2 separate regions of the Mus musculus genome follow, and region 2 is linked to region 1. Evidence: chromatin contacts called from public HiChIP or PLAC-seq data. All regions are on one chromosome and are shown on one strand. The core of a region is the stretch at or near the end of the contact, and the rest is flanking DNA. Distances in the headings are between cores, read along the strand shown. Region 1 has its middle 110 kb from the start of 8430436N08Rik. Region 2 has its middle 33 kb from the start of Gm23860.

What was found. HiChIP or PLAC-seq counts read pairs in DNA pulled down with a chosen protein or histone mark.
Region 2: a CTCF HiChIP or PLAC-seq map of pro-B cells shows a contact between it and region 1, with 15 times the contacts expected there. The contact joins two enhancer-like sites. A contact is called at or near these places in 1 of 15 datasets of contacts at CTCF or cohesin (pro-B cells) and 2 of 115 datasets of contacts at active chromatin or transcription factors (T-cell acute lymphoblastic leukemia and large pre-B cells).

Annotation. Positions count from the first base shown.
Region 1 is chr4:7,453,862-7,456,626 of GRCm38.p6, forward strand. No RefSeq gene overlaps it. Among named protein-coding and RNA genes, the nearest start is that of 8430436N08Rik, 110 kb to the right of the region's middle. Within about 2 kb of position 1,435, at least 53 of the 459 cell types and tissues checked have an H3K27ac peak or open chromatin away from gene starts, as enhancers often do. A contact at or near this core is called in pro-B cells, where this site is marked.
Region 2 is chr4:7,852,125-7,854,889 of GRCm38.p6, forward strand. No RefSeq gene overlaps it. Among named protein-coding and RNA genes, the nearest start is that of Gm23860, 33 kb to the left of the region's middle. Within about 2 kb of position 1,432, at least 19 of the 459 cell types and tissues checked have an H3K27ac peak or open chromatin away from gene starts, as enhancers often do. A contact at or near this core is called in pro-B cells, where this site is marked.

The sequences.
Region 1 (2,765 bases), core at 185-2,684:
CACACAAACACATATATATTTATACATATAAACACACATATACACACAAACACACATACATACAAACACACATGCATACAAACATGAGTGAACACATACATAAACACACAAGGCACACATATATGTTCAAACAAACATACACACAAGCACAAACCCAAATACACACATACATCGCACAAATACACATATAAAACACAAACATGTACAAACACACACATATATACATACATACATACATTCATGCATGCATATACACATGTACACACACATATAAACATACATGTAAATGTACACACACAGCACACACAAAACATATATACACAAATACACATAAGTACACATATACACACAAACATGAAAATACAAACACAAAACACTCACCACATGTAAATATACACAGAGATGCATACAGCATACACACATAAAAACATACACGTGCATACACACATACATAAACCTACACACATATAAATGTACATAGATATACAAATACACACACACACACCACATCTATCGCCCAGACATTTGGGGATAAGAAAGCAAGCTAATAATCTTGAGCAAATAGATGTGATTAAATATGATTGAGCATGGTTTGGTTTTTTTTTGTTTTTTTGTTTTTTTTAATTCTCACAAATGTAGATCTTGATGAAGACCAGTTTGTCTAGAGTCCCACTGATTTAATTTGGGTGAGCTATAATTTACTGGGCTGCAGGAGAAACAGTAATTTGTTGAGGCCATCATCAGCTCATTAGAATCACACTGGGAACACTTAATGGTGTACAACCCACAGCTTTTTGTATCCATTTCATAGTGATTCCTCTCGCCCTGCCTGCTGCTCACCACTCCAACTGTTGATAGCATGATCCTTTCCAAACACACCCCAGAAAATAAGAGGTTTTAAAAAAAAAAGATTTAAGTCACCAAGAAACACATTTCAACATTTCAGGGTATGAGGCAGGCTGCTAGGATAAAATATTCTCATGTACTGTTAACATGTAAGATTGGCTAGCTGTTAAGTACTGTAAACTGCAACTTATCAAAAGCTCAAAAATCCTACACAACAGAACAGAAAATAATTATTCTCCCTGAACAGCTATTGTCTCCTGTCTCAGCTTTTCCTGAACTAATAAAAGGTTTAATTTTAAATGGTGCAAAGGAAATGTCAGCATTGCTAAGATATACAATACTCGGGTGCTTGGCTCACCATACATTAAAACGTATGAAATTAGACCTAAGTGAAGCCTAAACAAACCTGAAGATTCCCCTCCCTCCCCCAGGCACCTTTTCTCTTTACCTCTGATTGATAGGATCACGTGAAACCAGCCTGGGTTCCAACACTGTCGTTTCAGATGACAAGGTCTTGATAAGGGCCGAGAGCACTGGTTAGGGGGTATGTATTTCCGGGCCTACGATTTCAGTTATGCACAGTGGGCGATTTAGTTCAAAGGAGCAGGGACATTTATTTTGATGCTTCACAGGAAAAAGGAGTGGGGGCAGGGACGACAAAAGAGAGAAAGGCCTTAAAGGCTTCCTGCATTCAAATGTGTGCATCTGTTTTCACTTTTACTATCTTCAAAAAAAAAAAAAAAAAAAAAAAAAAAAAAAACGAAGATAACGTTTCAGTCTAAGACTGGCTGCTGCTGAAGCTTTGGTGTGCTAAGAAGAAAAACACTGCTGAGGGGAACATGGCAGGGAGCAACAGTCCTAAACTTTCCTCAGCTTTGGGCTTCACAATGAATTTGATTCAGATTCCAAACAATTAGCAATAATAAAAATATACATTAGGTGAGCATGCTCCTCGGTCAGTATTTCTCAGGTAGGTTTATTTTAAATAACCAAAATCAATGGAGTTTGGAGAGATGTAGTTACCTTTATTTATGCTTTCTTCCTCTTTTTTTTTTTCTATTTTTCTTCACAAATATATGGTAATTATTCGTTACCTCCTTTTATTGAGCATTGTGGTAGTTCCAAATAGTATAACCCTTTCTCTAAAAAGAAACACAATCTATTCTTTATAAATGTTAGACACGGTATTTAAATATTGGCAAACAATTCAGTGCTGTAACATACAATGAGAGTAGAAGAGAAAAGTAGCTACCACCCCCAAGACTCCCCTGAGGATGAAGTGTGGCTCAGTCTTCCACTGACTAGAATGGGAAATGCACAATCAATGTGTATAAAGTACTTGTTCCATAGGCACACTCATGAGCACAGTGAGTGATAACCAAAGCTCCATAAAGAAAAAAATGTTCTTTCCATCCTTCTTCCTTAGTTAAAAGGGGCACCTATAAAAAAAGACAGACCAATCAAAGAAAAAATATAGTTTATTGGAGTATATACCTTTAAAAGTTTTTGTTGTATATCTCACACACACACACACACACACACACACACACACACACACACACACACACACACACACAGCACATTTTCAGGAGAGGTACACAGAGAAGGGAGAGGCAATCTGGAATTCAGATATCATAGCCATTGTTTATCAAAACAAAGGTTTAAGCCCAGAGACATGGAAGTGTCAAGAACAGCTTTGAGGTAGGTTATGTCTGCACTTCTTGGGGTCTCTCGTACTTTGGACTCATAGTTCTACTCTGGATTTACGGATAGAGACTCACAAAACGATGTCTTCCATTTAGATGCAATTTTCTTTTACAAGGAAGTAACAGATTCCTGTTTTCAGAGCTTCTCTGTGTCTTTACTTTCTCAAAATTATCAGCTCAAAATAGTGTTTGTGCCAAAGAGGCATATTTTAG
Region 2 (2,765 bases), core at 182-2,681, 400 kb after region 1:
GCTCCTGAGAAACCTGACTCAATTCTGGGATACTTAAAATAATGATGACTAAGCCTTTTAATATATGCCCATATAGAGCCAAGATTCACATGTAGAAACATTTAATTTAGAAACTAGGGAAATGCTACAATCTGGATGGGCACAGACCAAGTTATCACAAGAAAATTTATTTCCATACATGAAGTTGGAATAAATCTATTTTAATGAAGTCTCCAATTGTCCTTTCCTAGATCAAACCATATGTAATTTAGCGAATCTTGATGTGCTTCATTTAAAAAACATCTTTAATGTCTCCACAAGGCAACTCCCTGAGATAGCACAAGCTTTTGGAACACCCACAAGAGAAGTGCGATTCAAATTAGTCCTCAAGCTGTTCAAATAAGGAGCTACAGCTGAAAGTACTGCAGTTCAACGGGGAGATACATGTATTTTTAAAGTTACTTGTATCTACCAGATAAGCCTGGCAAAATGAACCAAAAAGTGAAACCCAAATGAATAGTGTGAATTAACGAGTGAATTCTTCTAACCCTGGGAGCAAGACAAGATCACTGGGAAGATAAATAATTCTTGTTCAAATCTGGTGGTTTCTGCCACCATTCTTCCTGAAAGTGGTCCTGAAAATATTATTATTATTGGGCATGACACAATTTGGATTGAATTGCATTGCCTGATTTGATTAATTTCTAACTGAACTTCCAATTGTGACTCCTTCCCTTCCACTTCCAGGACATGCCACAACTCTATAATCAGAATATTTTGTCCAGCATCCTCATTGTGCAATGGCTTCTCCTCATTTTCTATTCACGGTTGTCACCACAGTTTAACAAACAGAGGAGCACTAACTATGCTGGCATAATTGTCTGACTCAGGCACTCAAAAGTGTAGTTTTAGCTGCTCTGCTAACTTTCAGACATGAGTGAACCACTTGACCTTGCTAGCCCAATTCTTGGAGTCAAGGGTTGGCTTGTTCATCGCTAAGGTCCTTTTCTACACAGTTATCCTATGATTCTGTAATGTATTTCTAAGCAGTTTGCTTAATCACTCAATTACCCAGCAGTCCTCCAGACCTGGAAGGGGATGATTACTTGCCAGGGGCATTGCAGAGGGTATTTGTGAATTAGCAGGAGGTCAGGTTTTAACCTCTGAGGTCCCTGAAACTCTGATTCTATTCTGGCTCTTGTATTGGCTGTTTCCTGGCCCAATGTTCTACCCATCAGGAGGACATTACCCACTCTTGGAAGCAACTGGTTTCTAGTTCATTAATAGAGAGATAACAGGCATTAAAAATCAAGCTGCTTGAATAAATGATAAATATAAACCATTACCAACTTGTCCTCATACTAAAATAATTGCATACAGAATCATTGTAAAATAATCTTGCTATGAGAAATAAAGAAAACAGAGGCATCATTTTGGTGCCCCCAAGTGGACATCCATGATGGCTGCAGTCAAATTACACCTTACAAAGTATTTCAGGGCATCTGGCAGACACACACACACACACAGACCTTTGGCGGTCTTGCATATTTCATGTTGTATAGATTCTAGAAGGTATTCTAGAAATTTTGGGTCTCTTCATGAACACTTTGCAGTTATCTAAGAAGAGACAGAGGTATATGACCACTCCCAAGTTAGTCTTCTGACTAACAGAGTTTGAATATCTAAGGAAAAAGACATTTCAGTGCATTCTCCAGTGAGACCTTTAGCATCTCCTCTGTTCATTTGCACCAAATGTCCAGCAGCTACTATCAACATTGCTTGCTTTGGACAAACATTTTGTTTCTTATTCATTCCTTTTAAACTTCATAGTATTGGTATATTTTGATATTAGATATTTAAACCTTGTGGGTTTTACACAGACTAAATACAATGATATAAATAAAACATATGCTGGACTACGTAATAACTAAATAAAACCTCTTATGAGTTCCTGCTATAAGAAAGATAATGTATTAAGCAAAGAGTCCTACAACCCCCCCCCCAAAAAAACAGCCAAACAGAAGCAGGTTGCTTATATGATAGGCAAAAGGACTCCCTTAAAATGTAACAGAAGATACCACAAAGAATAAAGGGAACCAATACCACAAGGGGCACTCAGTAGTTCAGTCAAAATATCCTGAGATATAGCTGAAAGAATTGTGTGTTTAAATGATAAATGAAGAGTTGAGACAATTTGATTTCCAGAACACCAGGTGCCTGTGTTGTGGATTAAGATGTTCTAGGAAGGCCTTTGTTTTTTTTTTTTTTGTTTTGTTTTGTTTTATTTTTTTGCAGGGAATGGAAATTAGAGAAGATAAAGGGGAGCAGTGGGGTGATGTTTTATGTTTCTAGGTTAGGAAATTATGGAAATAATCATAGCATAAAACTTGTAAGATTTGCTTGAAGAATAAGGAATTTGCTGAAGCAAAATATTAGGAATTATAAACAACTATAGATGTTAGTTAAAATGAAAGTGTAAGCTGTAAGCCAGGAAGCAAAATTTTGGCTTTGATTAATATTCATACTACAAGTGTTTATCTCATAGACTAGGATTAGTAAGATCACCACACTTTTGTCTCTCTTCCTTCTTCTCAGAGCTGCAACAGCCATTGCTAGGCAACCACTCCATTGTCTCTTACTAAGCACTGTGGGACCTTAGAGTCTGTCTCAATAACTTTAGCAAAAATGATGTTTCATCAGGATTGTCTCAAAAGATAAAACCAATGTGTGTCTCTTGCACTAGATTTAACGGTAAAAATAGGAAGACCCACACCTAATAAAGGTTG